2 separate regions of the Zea mays genome follow, and region 2 is linked to region 1. A link is a contact called in public Hi-C data. All regions are on one chromosome and are shown on one strand. The core of a region is the stretch at or near the end of the contact, and the rest is flanking DNA. Distances in the headings are between cores, read along the strand shown.

Region 1 (7,852 bases), core at 2,827-5,326:
ATCAAATACATATGCTATAAAAAATAGAATGACATGTAATTTAAGACGGAGAGCAGTTCAAATTCAAAATTAGCTGAAATAAGTACCATAGTTTAGTACAGCAACCTGGCTGGTCATGAAATAATCACCCAAGCAAATCATTCTCGTTTTCCCGGAGGAAATTTCATATAAGATAAGATGTTGCCACAGTGCTAGAGATAATTAAGTTTGTATTCCAGATACAGCACAGGAAGGTAAAATGTTCATAGAGAAGCAGTCGTCTTGACACAGGGCAACGAAAGCAGCAACAGCTGAGTTCGGCTTTGCCATTTTCTTTTTTTGGTATGGAATGGACGGACGCGGGGCGCAGTGAGCAGCTGCGCAGCACAGCGCGACGCAACACAGGGCATCATCAGTCCGCCGTCCAGCTCTGCTCCACGACCTCCCGAACTTTGCGGTTGTACTCTCGCTTGTTCTCGCTGAACATGCGGGCGGCTTCAGAGTTAGCGGGCGAATTCGGGTTTGGATCGCACAACAATGACTGCAAATGGCACAAACCTCAGGTTAGTCACACACACGCACTGTAGCCATCAGCACAGATGGTTTAAGAACATCATAATAATTCATAAACAGCGATGGCATTTGACTCAGCACAGACATCCAGATTCAAACTACCATTACTACTCCCACTTCCCCCAACCCTTCCTCAAAAAAGAGGGCACCTCTAGATCTGGTCCAAGTAAAACTATTTTAAGTTTGACTAAGTTTGTCAAAATAATATCAACACTTAATATTACAAATAAGTATACGATGGAACTATATTCTATGATGAACCTAATGGTACTTATTTGGTATCATATAACTTTTATATATTTGTAGTAAAAAAGTTGGTAAAACCGAAGATTGTTTGACTTAAAGCAATGTAAATAGAAGTGCACATTTTTTGTGATGGAGTATACTATTAGAACATTATACCGATACCCTCTATCACTGGCTTTTTGCCAACATCTGTGGGAAAACTTTCAGGTAGGGACACTCATCCCTCCTCCCTCCGTTGATCTCTCGAAAGAAAAATGAAACATCGTAGCATGCTATGCACTGCAAAGTTGAATGTTACTGTATAACAAGCAAAAGTTACAAATGTTGGAAAAACAATAATCTCTTGTAAGAAATAAAAGATTTCTTGTATGGTTGTACCTGGATTGACGTGAGTATCGCAGCTACATCATATATCGGACTCCACTGATTCTGCAGGATATCTAAGCATATGCTTCCATCAGCATAAACTGCATATGAGAAAAATGTCAGGGTGACACATATAAGTGGGCATTAGAAGATAGTACCATCATATAGTTAAGAGAGTTGTATCAGAATAAGCCAGAGGAGAAATGAAGCCAGAGTTCCATGCCAGGGTGACATATAAGTGGACAGTAGAAGATAGTACCATCCTATAGTTAAGAAAATTTGTATCCATAGTTATTAATCTCGTTCCGGTAATGTCTGGAATGGCCGAATTGCTTCGTACCAACATGTACACTGGTACTGCAGAGAATATATCCTGTAGCAGACATTATTCCGGCTAATTCTGCAGGTTCTATCTGTTACAGCCAAAATCTAGTGTTTCGTGCATGCTGGACCAGTCAACAAGTAACAATGGACTCTAAAGGGACAGCTGCTGTTGCTTCCTCCTTCTGGCGGCAGGGACGCGATGTCTGCTTCCCAGCCGTGGAGTGCCGATGAAACCTCAGCTCCTCAACGGAGCACCGGTCGCATGGGACAGGGCCCGTGGGCCATCCAACCATGGCAGCAAGGATAAGAAAAAGGATAGAGAGAAGAATGCTTCTTTCTTGCTATTCAGAGTGAAGAAAAGGTAAGGCAATGTCCATGCAAGCAACTGAATAGGGAAGCAGCAATAGCTACACCATTGTTTTTGTTGGAAGAGCAGTAGGTTTAGTAATATATAGGTATCTGCCATGTGTGTGCAAACCTGACTATAATAAGTAGAAATTTATGCGGCATAAGAAATACACATGCATTTGTATATACAATAAACATATCCAAATATTGTGCCAAAAAGACATTTATTATAAATATAATAATGATATATTTTCTATTCATTCATTATACTCTGGAATGGTACAGTGGTATTGTCTGGTAACGAGACATTCCGTTCCAACAGATAAACCAGAATGGCCTCTGGAACATCGACAAGCTTGGTTGTATAAAAATAAGCCAGAGGAGAAAAAAAAAGCCAGATCCATTGGTTCAAAATCAATGGCAGCACATGCATTTGGAAAACTCATTCGTGTAAAAATATAGGCATTCAATAATCACAGCACATATATGATACGTCAAGAAGATAACTGCAGACACAGAAAATTTGCCAACAAAATGGTCTATGATGACTGAGCACTTTGAACAGCTAAACCCTAGGGAGAAGAACAAACATGCTTTGGAATCTTAAAAAGTACATCACAGCGAAGACAAAATCAGATCAACTTATTTCTTATGCAATCTTGTAAATATGGATGAGAAACAACTTACTGTTAGGATGGAACATCCTAGAAACAAATCGCACAGTTGGTGGTTTGTTTGGATATTCTTCATTAAACTGGAGAGTCAGCTTAAACGTACCTGAGAATAAAACAGGAGTTAGCATATCAGTCAAAGGACAGAAGCAAACCATGTAGTAAGCTCAGAAAGACAAGCTAGTGACACAGAATCTAAGAGCTGTTGTGTGAATAATGGGGCTCATCCAGCTAATTTCTTAACTTGTTATTCTGTCTGAATCAATCATTCTATGCGCGCGCGCGCACGTGTGTGTGTATAATAAATACCACAGTATTGGCTGACCCTAAACAAGCAACAAAGACACTTTGGGCTTGCATGTTTTCGTGTAGCAATGGTCATTGTGATGTTTTTTATGAGAAGAAAAAGAATTGTCACTAGGTTTAACAATAGCTTTGTCGTTAATAATTATTACTATTTGCTTTAGAAATTAATTTGATGTCATCTCTTACCAAGATTGACACTAGTGTTAGCATGCTACATTATAAAGTTCCATTGAATTTGGGGTCAGTTTCCTCTATCCATCTTAACTTGGAATTTGTACTCTACATCAGCCGTGCATTTGACAGTAAGGTCAACAAACACAGATGACTGAAAACTTCAGCTTGCCACCTGCAAGTCAACTAATGCCTAATAGTCAATTGTTATATTCTGTATCACATGGTCACGTAAGTCGTGTGTTGTGCAGGCAAAACTAGCAGCAGCATATGCAGTCATGCAGATGCAACTTATTGTTTGGATAAGCACACGATGAGTTTGGTCTGGTCAAAGAGTAAGCAAAAAACTGCAGCAGAAATTAGCTTCACTAACCTCCATCCCACGGGGTATCATCAGGTCTGTAAAAGAAATAAGCATATCCAAAGACGATGTCAAATATTACAATTCAAACTAAGAAGTGGGGAAAAGGGGGCGGGGGGATTCTGCATCATACCCAAATATGACAGCATTCCACAGCATTATGTTGTTATCCTGCGGGGCGCCACTTATGCCGGCCGGAGGGTCCTGCATCAACCGCTTGAAATCCCTCATCAGCCTCTTCCTCGCAGGAGTCGACATCCCCGGATGTTCCTGCACGACATATACACCTCAACATGAGCCAAAAGGATCGCACGAATCTATCATCGATCCGCCGCCACCCCGCCCCAGCACGTGCAAGAATCAGGTGCAGGATTAACAACTCGAACAAAATTTGAGGGAAAAAACTACATCTGCTACCACCGGAACCACAGAGCGAACAAATCCGCAACAGAATTGGTGGATCGGGGCATCCATCCCAGCTAGGACGATACGGACTAATCAATCATATGCAGAAAGGATCCTGCAGAGCTTTACCTAGGTAAGAAGAAACCAATCGAGGTCCAGCAGATGGACCGGACTGGTGGAGTGGTGGATCTCCAGTCCACACTAGCTGCAGCTTACGACGACGACAAACGAAGCCGACGAAATGGGAGGAGCCCTGAAACGCGTGAATTAGGTCCCAACGGAGGGGCGACTTTTTTCCTTTTCTTTTTCCGCTAGGTGTTTTTTAGAGAATTTGTTCTTTCTTGTTTTAGTTTTTTTAATTCACTTTTCGGTCATGGAGTACAACTGAAATTGAAGCTTATTCTAAACACAAACAACTTATATACAAATCTAATACTATTTTTATTAGATAGGAGTACTAGCAATCACAGTGGAGATTTATTTAGACCTATTTTGAAGACTCAATTCTACTCTGTGATTATAGGTGATGGAGAAATTAGTTGATTTCTTCTCCAATTCCCTCCAAAAACAGAAGGAGATTTAAGTTTTCAAAGTAGACCCTTATAACTATTTCAAATTTTTTAACATAGTTGTTGGGACTTGTTCTCAAATGATATGAATTAAGAACAAAGCAACACAAAAATAGGTTAATGGTTAATGTCCTTCGTCCTACGAAGCATTATTTTCCTAGGGAATAATAATCTTTGGACGAAGGTTATGAAGGTTGTGCCTTCATCATCACAGTATATATTAATGAAAGACGAAGCATATAAAACATGAGAAATAACATGAATAATCATATGACATCGTTGATATTTCTTTTATTATATAATCATGAATGAATAAGAACGATATTGAATTACATTTATACCTTTGGCTTGATAGAAAGCGAAGGTGCAAGCGTGACGCACGGATGAGTATTCGTCAGTGTCTCCAGTATTAGGGTACTGTTCATCTATTTATAAGCACAGGGCGCAGCCTGTATAAAATTACATTCATGCCCTTTATGTTTACTATTGACTTAAGGACAATTTATCGATGAGGACTAGATAGCCTTTTCCTATTTAAGTCGGTTCCTTTTTCTGCTACTGAGCCGAAGCTTCCTTACGTGTAGCTTCGGAGCTGGTTCAACCTTCGTCCAGACCATGCTTTCCATATTATGTACAGCTTTGTTCTGAGTCCGAAGGTACCTATACATTCATTACACTTGGGAAACATTGTTAAATCGTGTTTTTGAGGACCTTCGGAAGACGAAGGCCCCCAACAATAGCTAAACCTCAAAAATAAGTTGCATACTCCATTAATTTTTTAGTCCTTCTAGTTGGGTAGGCATTGACTGTCAACACACCCCAAGGTAGACCTATTCAAACGCCGGGTCAGGTCAGATTTAGCTCGGGTCAAGGTTGGATCGTGGGTTGTTTAACACGGCCCATGTTCAACATGTGTCTAGTGTCGGGTCAGATCGGGTTAGCTCGTACCTCCTTGTTGGATGTGTTGGGTCGTCAGGTCAGGGTTTTCTCGAGTTGGGTCAGGTTTTAGATCAAAAATTATGGTGCGTACCTGATCAATAAATTGTTGTAGGTCAAAAACTACGACTCATACTGTAACACCCTAAATCTCATTTTGAGAATATAGTAAAAAAAATTTCAAAGATCTTGAAATAGAATTATTATTTTTTTCCTTAGAATTCCCATAACATTGAAGTCACATCTCCTTAAATAAGGTTTTATAAAAAAAAAGATTCTTATATAAATTAGCCCTTTATTGAAGTTTATAAGTATTAATGTGAGAACATTTATTTTTAATAAGAAACCATACAATATAAACTACTTTTCCTAAAATAATTACATGTGTGCTACATATTTAAAAGAAATTGCTTATGTAAAATAATAAATGAATGAATAATATATATATATATATTTATACACAAATATAATGACATCTCATGCTGGTTCTTATGATTGTGCATTTAATTGAAATTGAAATCCAAAACCAAATTTGAAAATTAAAAAAAATGAGAAATGGAAATGAACAAAAGAAAAAAAAAGGAAAACAGTTTCTCTCCTACTGGGCCGGCTACCTCACTTTTGGCCCAGTTCCCTGCAACCGGCCCATTTCTTCTCCCGCACTCCTCCATTTCTCCACGATCGCACGTGCTTCACCAGGGGCCCGGTGGCCAGTCTGTTGGCGTGCGCCGTACTAATGACCTATGGGACCCACTCGTCAGGCTTATCCCCTTCCTCAACAACCCGCTCGGCGCCCGGGATTTCCGAGCTCCGTGAACCATGGCGTGATCCCCACGCGGACTTCCTATCCTCGGCGCATAAGAACGGACTTCGCTGGGCTGTGACCCCCACCTTCTGTCGGACCTCACCTCACGAGGATTTGCGGCCGGTTGAACACGTAACAGAACGCGCCGCCGCCGCCGCGTATCGCGGGAACCCCCACGATTAATGCGGGCGGACCAGCTCCGTTGTTGCGGCGTATAAAGACCAACCCCGTGGCTCCCCTCATCCCCTCAATTAGTTAATTTGAGGCTTCCACCGAGCCGTTGGGAGCCTCGCCTGGCGCAGGGAGATTTGAGTGATGCAGCGGACGTCGATTCCGGGCTACATTCGGGCTGGGGCATCGGTGTAGTACCTGGACGCTTCGCCATGGCGCAACGACCGTGTTCGTGGTTCCGGTGCAATGAAAAGCGCACCAAAAGCCCTATAATCCCTCGCCGGAGTTGGTGCTCCGCCGTGAACCCTGCCTGCACCGTGGACGGACTGCTCCACGACGTAATCACCGGTAAGATCTACCTTGATCAAATCGCTCCACTCTGTACTACGTGTAGAACCTGTATGTTTGTGGGGGTGGTGCACTGGATTCTTGGGCGGAATCGCACCAGCCATGGCACCGCCGCCTGGGCGCTGTGCGCCACCGTCTCGGGTGAGCGAAGGAAGAAAGGAGCAGTGACGCAAGATCCAAAATCTACGGCGGGGATTAGATGTGGGTTGTCCACCGCTGGATCTTTGGCGAACGGGTCAGATTGGAGGTTGTCGTGGGCAGATTCTGGCCCTTGATCGGTAATCCAAGGGTTCGCGTAGAATTACAGGTTCTGACGTCTATGGATCTAATCCATACCGCCCACCATTGATCGAACAACCACGATTGGCCCATACCCCTTCGACCTGGGCATTTTGCGTAAAAGACCCCGTGAAATATCTGAATCAACCCGCCGTCCACTGTGGGGTTTGGCTGAGTCTGTGGATTACTTATGTTTTCGCCCCTGCACTTCTGTTTATTTAGCGCACAGTCCAGACACCTATTAAAACCAGGAAATTCATTTAGAAAATGGTTTTTCAGTTTAAATTAATTGCAGAAACATAATAAAATTCCTAGAAAATTCATATTAGGTTCAAATTGACCCATTTTGGTTCCTATAATTTTATAATATTATTGTTTATCAGATAGTACCACAGTTTTCATATGAAAGTCACATTAAAATTTATTTCCTAACTAATCTTATATCAAATACATAAAACCTTAGGAAATTCATAACTCCTCCATTTTAAATCCGATTTGATCTGTTTAAGTTGCGTTAGTCTCGTATGAATATTTACTACGCAGTGACAACTTGTGTTATACCAGGTCTCATACTTTTATAATTAGATAATTATTTAACCTACATTAATTGGATTAATTTCTGATATTATGGTTATAATTTAACTAGATGATCTTTAATCAAATAATGGCTTAAATTAAAGTTGAGATAATTATTTATGGAATGACCTCTAATATGAGTTATATTAACTAATTTATAATATAGTTTAATATTTTAATCACGCAGATCTTCTATAAAGTCATAACTCCTTAACCGTAACTCCGATCTTATTAGTTCTCGATCCCGCGATCTCGTAGTTTCGCGTAGAATATTATTATTCAGTTCATACTTATGTTTGGTGTGATGTTAATTTTATCCATACCATGTTTGTTTGTATTGCTACGATTAGCAGTGCGGTTGCGAGTCACCTGAAGTTCATCCTGTCACCTGGATTCTCAAGTGCCAGGCAAGTTGTGC
Region 2 (7,852 bases), core at 2,692-5,191, 230 kb after region 1:
TCCCATTCACCTCAGTAGAAGACATCGGTTCTTCCAGGACCGTTTTCCCTCAATGACGTCCTCATTGCCCCCCGTCTGACTCACCCCTTCTCTCGGTTTGTTGCTTCAATAGTGACAACCACTGTTCTATGAAGTTCGATCCCTGGAGCTCACCATACACTACCTCCCCACGCGTGTTGTGCTTGCTCGCTATGACAGCTCCGGCCCCCTCTACTCTCTTCACTCGAGCTCCACAGCCCCCTTCAGCGCGCCACCCTCGTCTACTGCGACAACGTCAGCGCCATCTACCTCTCCACCAATCTCGTGCAGCATCAGCGCACGAAGCATGTGGAAATCGACCTGCACTTTGTCCGCGAGCGTGTCGCTGTAGGTGACGTTCGGGTTCTCAGCGTCCCCACCACGCTGTAGTTCGCCAACATCTTCACCAAGGGGTTATCGACGAGTGTATTCCTAGACTTTCGGTCTAGTCTCAACATCTGTACATGATAAAGTTGCGACTGCAGGGGTGTTAGAATATCTATTAAAATTTGGGACTTTCCCTTTGTAATTCCCCTCTCGCCCCCTTTAATGGGCCTGACCCAACTATCCTAAGTCTATTAATACATCACCCAACTCTATTCTAATTCCTAGGGTAAGGATTTTCCACTCTAACTCTTCCTGGTGATTGTTGTTTGCACTGTTTGTAGATAGTGATAATCGGTTGTTCGGTTGAGTTTTTGGAACTAAAATTATTTCAATGTGCCATAACACAAACTTTATTATAGATATATACACCAGCACAAATTGCACTTTTAACTAATTCACAAAGAATCATAAACATGCATATACACAAATTAGTCATGACTCATGATGTTTTGTGTTGAGAAATGTTCAAGATAGTGAAATACTGTGGATTCAAAGTTTGGCTGGATTTTTTCTCATGCAATTATACAAGTGCACTAATCATCTCTGATCTCTTAACAATATAATAATGGAGCTGTGTTACAGCTGAAAGGTAGGCAATAAGACCCGTGAACTTTCAAAAACTTCAGCCGCACAGCCAGGTATCAGAAAACTCTGGCAAATTTCACCCACAAAAATCACATAAGATCAGTAAACATTGGAACCAAATTGGATCCGCCAGCTGCGGAAAACAAACACAAGTATTAGCTTAGTCACTGTCCTCTTCTTCCCGCTCTTCATGCTGGGCCACAACCTTCTCTATGAACTTCCTGCGAACACCTTCGAAGACATTGCCCCGAGATGAATCGCTGCCACCATGCCCATCATTCAGTACCGGGTCTGACTGGCAAAGGGCTAACGCAACAGCTGAAAGGAACATAACAGTGACTTAGCGCATATAGACGAAACCCATGTATATCGCTGGGAAAAGAATTTCTGGGACGATGTTGAGGTAAAGGAAAGCTTCCATAAATTTGGTGTAATCTAAATGTGAAAGTAGATTCCCTAATTTCTTATTACACAAAAGGATCAATGATATGCTAAGAGCCTAAGACCAATGTATAACTGGGAACCAGCATGTTGCCATTTTAGACAAACTCCATAGAAAAATTTGGCACATGAAATAGCGCAGAAGAATCAAAACTGGATCTGGGGAGTGTATGCATTGAGGCATGCAGGTCATAATGAATTGTCTAATATTGTTTTTTTAAAAAAATTGTCAGCTGAAGGTCAAAATATTTTTTCTTTAGTTAAGGAAGTTCAAGTGGTATATCCAAAAGAAAGCGGATTGTGGGTGCTAAATGGCATATGCCAATATGCCATTCACAAAATTACAGGTGTGAGCTCAAAAAAGATCAATGAACAGCACATAAAATTGGAGCAACTGGAATCAATCAACTAACAGGAAAAGCAGATACTGAATATTAATTTGCAGTATATTAGTAGTAACTTACATTCAGGTGTGCATCTCTTTCCACCAAACTTCTGCAAACCAACATAAGTCCCTTTGACAGCACTGTTGTTATACACCAGTATTGTAGGAACATTCCTATCTGGGTAGTTGGGGATGCAGTCTGTGGAGATAATTTTAACAAACTTCGTCGCTGGATACCTAGTAGCCAATTCTTCCAAACAATTCTGAAGCAATCCACATTCAGGTATCCTATCATCAGATTTATAGAATTCGATAAGCACCACAATTTACTAAAGAACATCATGTTTCACGCATCAGATCAGGGAGCTCATTACACTCCAATGAATTCAGATATTCTTTCTGTACAATTTTGATGCAAGCACAACATGGAAACAATAAAACATCATACAAAAAAAGAGCAATAATTTCATGAAAGATCTTCCATGCTGAAAAACTGCAGTGTGATTAGTTACATTACAGCTTACAGTGTTGGACAAAAAGAAGGGCAGGCCCAGCCATGAATTTGTTTTGTAATTGGACCATTTTTTCTATCTATCAATGAAACGGCATGTTCGAGAAGAAAAAAGAAAGCATGTCCACAGATCATATATATCAAAGGTACGAACTGCTGGGACCTATTTCATAGCGATGAAATGTCTGCTTACGAGCCTACAATGCACAGCACAAATATCAGAATTCCTATATCCAGGCAACCATAGTCAAAATTTCATAGTCACCTAGTCTTTTCAGGCAACTTTCTATAGAAATCTGATGTAGTCTACTTCTTCTCTTAGGAGTACGCAGGGGAGAGACAAGTGGATGAGAGGAACAGGAGAGCGATCGCAAGGCGTAGGGAGGAGGGCGATCACTGTCGCCGGCCTGGCTGTGATGATCAGCCAGGATGACCGAAGGTAATCTCCCAGCCTGGAGATCTTTATTCCTTCAATACCTAATACAAACTAATAAGACAAATTCCCTTATAGACTAGGACTGCCGTACCACCCAACAGGATAACAATTATCTGCTATAAAATAGGAGATCTAATCTATCTCTTTAACTGAACAGCTAAAAAGTCTCCCGACCCTTATCTTCTAGCTGCGCACCTGGGCCCAAATCCTAGCTGCGCTGGCCCCCTTTCTTCCTATGATAATGCTTGCCTAAGAAAGCATCTATAACAAATTCCAACACAACTAAATAAAGTGCACTAAAAGTCTGAATTTAGTTCAGTCTGGTCCCATAGCTGTTTGGTCGATTCATACAAAATAAATGATATAATTGTTCTCCCATGCATAATCATGGATATAACAGGATGCAGTGAACTGAATGAAGAGTTACCCATCCTTGTAGAGGAAGACCACAACCCAAACATCTGATTGTGCCTGCGATACCTCCCGCACGAAGTCGGAGCCAGTGATGGGAAGTATAGTACCAAATCGCGCGGCTTTTGCGGCTTCCCTCAGCTCTGCGAGCCTCATCTTCCTGCAGGGGCATCGAATTACATCAAATCGTCACAATCAATTCGCAGCTGTACCAAAAAAATCGCAAAACGCATTGAGTAATCCAAAGCCCGGAACTACTGCGAGGAATCCGGATCAACCATAAAAAGATATCGGATTACTATCAGGAGAACACGAATTATACCAATCAGCCACTCTAGTCAGGTCAGATCAATCAAACGCGGTAGGCACTTGAGCTTCCTAAGATGCATCCAATAACGGACGGGGAAAAGACAGCATAACGGATCAGCAATCAGACCGCAGACCGGATCGAGCCTGTGGAGAAGGGCTACCTGTACTTCTCGAGGAAGCGGTCGTCATCCAGATCGTCCTCTAGTTCCTCGAGCTCTTCGGGCTCGCGCACGTCAAGCCATTCCTTGGACTTGGGCTGCTCGTCGGCGTCAACCTTCGGGGCGAAGGGCGGCGGCTTGAAGGGCTCCGGCTTCGGGGGCAAGTTCCCGAGGCGGCGCTGGATGTCGTCCCACTCTGTGCTCGCCCCCTCCACGTCCTTATACACGAAGTGGTAGTCCGCCATGGCCAAGCACCACAGGGAGGTAGGGGCTCGCAGAACCGCAATGGAATGGAGAAGTGGGGAAGCGAAGTGACGAGTTGGAGATTTTTTTTTTTTGGACGAAGCAAATTACTCCCTTCCACGATGTTTATAAAACCACTACGGTCAGTTTGTTTTGTTGAAATCGAATTTCATTCTAATAATTATAATTTAGATAAAATTAATTAAATTAATATATTTATCTATGTAATATATTTATATATTATTTTAAATCATTTGATTAAGATAATTATACATTAAATTTACGTTATAGAGAATCAAATAGAAAAATGTACTATAAATTGTATATTAGAAAAGTAACATGTAAATCTATATAATAATATAACTTAAAATTATTTTGATAGGTTAGAAATCAACTAAGATAATTTTAATAGTACAAAACTAAATATCAAATTGTGATAACCTCAATAACCTTAGAAGATATGAACTTCAAATTCAACTTGTAAATGAAAAAAACGAAAAAGTCAAATTTTATTAGGAAGAGATTTGTCTTTTTTGTTTGTCTAGATACAAGTTGAATTTTATGTTCATAGATACAAGTTGAATTTTATGTTCATATTTTTAAGGTGACTAAGGACATCGTAATTTATGTTAGAAAATATTCTAACAATTTTTCATCATTATTTTATATTTAGTTCTATATCATTAAAATTATTATCCGATATCTAATCTATCAAAATAATTATAAAAAATTATAATATATTTTAAGGCTAAATTATGCTATTAGCTATGCCAACAAAATTTGAACTAAAAACTCAGTTTGTACATAAAGAAATAAAAAATTGTTAAGGGGTAAATTGAACCATCTAAAAAGGAAAGGATAGATAAAATGAACTAAAAATACTTTAGAGGTTACATGAACATTATCCATAAGTGAGAGTAGTAATTTAGACTTTTCCCAATTTTAATATTTGACACCCAATTCACATGCCTTCCAGATTTGATACCCTAGGTTACATGTCAATAACTGAATGACCCCACATATCATTGTGATAGGGATGTCAAATCTTGAAAGATATATGAATTAGGTGTCAAATATCAAATCCAGAAGCATGAGCGTGATGTGCAGGCCCCACATTCAGGGCCTAGAGTGGTTTTGGACAAGTGAGACTCACATGTCGATGAGATTGCAACCAATTTTGGTGCAGCTATGCAACAACGAGTTTTTTGGGTCTGCTTTCTAGTGTAGATATTTGATATTTGATGCTCTCAAACCGATTTTCATGTTTTCACCATTTCTGTGAGCTATAGCTTACTGGCTTCAGGTGTTTTAGGGGGGCCTAGAACTTTTGGGTCCTGAACATTCTTAAATCACTATGAAGGTTTAGACGTACTTAGGATATGAGACAACAAATTTATAGCCAGTTTCAACTCGCAAACAATAAGTTCTTTGGATTTACAACACCACAAGGAGCTCAAATACTAGGGGTGTATTTTTTATGTTTTGGTTTTGTGATTCATATGTTTTTTGTTCTGGCATGTCAAACATGTCAATCTAGGCAAACAACTTGTCATTTTTCTTGGTCCAACTCTCTAGTGTAGATTTTTGACATTCAATGCTCATGGATAGATTTTTCATGTTTTCACAATGTGTCATGAGCTATAGCTCACTGTTTTCAAGTGTTTTAGTGGTCTAGAATTATCAAGCCTCGGGCATCCTTAGGCCACTATTAAGGCCTCTAGGATGTACCTAGGATGAGATAACATTTTTTGTAAGGGGCTATCACATAGTGTGATAGATAGTGCATCAAGTGAAATGGGCCTGAGACCCACCTAAGGTTTATCATAGTGGTAATCTATTCTATGTGATCGGAGATCCCGTGAATTAGAATGGTAAAACAAGCTAGTGACAGACTGAGAAGAAAGACCCTTAATAAGGCTCATTTCAGATGCATATCTTTCCTTACTGTAAGGTAGGTTGGTGTTTACACCTTAATATGTTCTAAGTGACTTTGTGAAACAAAAAAATTGTCATACAGAACATCTTAGAAAAATATACCTATATGGGTTAACTGCTAGTCACAGTTTATAACATGCCTTAGCGCCTAGACGTAACCAAGATGATCTTGTTGTCTTGGGAACACACCTGGACTCCCAAGGCCTCAAACCAAGGTAGGCTATCTGTAGGGAAACGGGTGACGCCTAAGAGGGGGGGGGGGTGAATTAGGACTTCTAAAACTTTTACTAAACTTGGCCACAATTAAATCCCTAGAGCAAAACCTATGCAAGAATCAAAACTAGAATGTGCAAACTAGGTTTTGTCTAAGTGTTGCTATCTCTACCGCAAAGGCTAAGTTTCAATCTACACTAAATAAGTATGACAACAAGATTGAAACTTAAATGCTTAATATAAATGCGGAATGTAAAGAGCTAAGTAGAGAAGCAAACTCTCGTGGATGACGCCGGTATTTTTACCGAGGTATCCGGAACCGCGCAAGGTCCCGACTAATCCTCGTTGGTGCCCCTACGCAAAGGGAAGCCCACGCGAGGGCCAAGCACCTCGGTCGAGTAACTCCGTAGAGAGCCGCGGGCCTTCTCCACGCGCAAGTGGTGCTCCGCTTCCGGCTCCTCTCGGACGCTCCCCGCCGTCTCCACTATCGAGCTTCCGGCCGAAACGCCGCGGGCCTCGTTCCCTCCGGTACACGGTGGCGGCCGTGACACAAACGCGGTTGTCACGGTCTCGCAAGACTCTCGCCCCACTTGGTACAATTACAACGGCTCGCGCAAGAGCCGAGGGGTTGTGAGGTTTATCTAAACTCACTCAACTAACTAGGATTCACCTAGAGCAAGCGCTAAAGCGGTCTAACTAACCTAAGCACTTCGCAAAGCACCTACGCTAATCACCGAGTGATTCTATTAAGCACTTGGGTGTTTGAGCACTTGGAAATATGCACTATGTGTATTGGAATGTTGCTTGGGCTCTCACACAAGAGAATGGCCGGTTGGGGTGGTATTTATAACCTCCACACCCTCAACTAGCCGTTGGACAGAAAGCAGCAGCTTTCTGTCGTCGGGTGCACCGGACAGTCCGGTGCACCACCGGACACTGAACAGTAGATGTCCGGTGCCGCCACGTCAGCCGACCGTTGGCGCCTGTAGCAGTCGACCGTTGGATCCGACCGTTGCCTTTCTGCCCGTTGGCACACCGGACAGTCCGGTGCACACCGGACAGTCCGGTGCTACAGCCAGAGAGCGCCTTTCTGCGGCCTCTCTGCGCAGACTGTCCGGTGCCTCACCGGACAGTCCGGTGCACACTGGACACCGATGTCCGGTGCGCCACCTGGCGCTGGCTGACAGCCCTTTCTTGGATTTCTTCACTGATTTCTTCGGGCTTCTTTGTTCTTGAGTCTTGGACTTCTATGCATCTTTTTATGTCTTCTTTTGAGGTGTTGCATCCTCATTGCCTTGGTCCAATTCTCTTCGCATCCTGTGAACTACAAACACAAACACTAGGAAACTTATTAGTTCACGGATTGTGTTGTTCATCAAACACCAAAACTCAATTAGCCAAATGGCCCGGGGTCCATTTTCCTTACAATCTCCCCCTTTTTGGTGATTGATGACAACACAACCAAAGCAAGCAAATAATACAAGTATTTGAATTAAAATGTGCAATCTACTTGCTAAGATGCATGATTGTCCCCACAATGTGATATTATGGACTTAAGCCTCCCCCTAACTCCATAATTCACTTACTTCCTATTTTTGGACCAAATAACCAAAACCACTTGAAAAGCCATTTGTAGATATAAAATTTTAAATTGGTGGTGTTTGGTGTTTGATAAAGTTTTCATTGCTTTGGTCCCTAAACTTCTCCCCCTTTGGCATCAACCACCGAAAAGGAAGACATTAAAAGCATGTAGGAAGTAAATAAAAGCTTGCCCTCAACAAGAATTGTATCAAATGATATCACTAGAAGGATATTAAAAT

Evidence for each region. A called contact is a pair of places that touch in the nucleus more often than the background predicts.
Region 2: a Hi-C map of leaf shows a contact between it and region 1, with 5 times the contacts expected there. The contact joins the promoter of LOC100193506 here to the promoter of LOC100284762 in region 1. A contact is called at or near these places in 2 of 25 Hi-C or Micro-C datasets (ear and leaf).

What each region holds. Positions count from the first base shown.
Region 1 is chr6:75,659,394-75,667,245 of Zm-B73-REFERENCE-NAM-5.0, forward strand. LOC100284762 reads right to left here and starts at 4,077. Exons shown (of 6, transcript NM_001157657.3): 1 at 3,880-4,077; 2 at 3,479-3,615; 3 at 3,358-3,383; 4 at 2,524-2,613; 5 at 1,177-1,265; 6 at 38-520. The coding sequence starts at 3,603. The coding sequence ends at 392.
Region 2 is chr6:75,887,236-75,895,087 of Zm-B73-REFERENCE-NAM-5.0, forward strand. It overlaps LOC100193506 (phosducin-like protein 3), which reads right to left and starts at 3,942. Exons shown (of 4, transcript NM_001138619.3): 1 at 3,645-3,942; 2 at 3,191-3,334; 3 at 1,896-2,104; 4 at 865-1,308. The coding sequence starts at 3,886. The coding sequence ends at 1,151.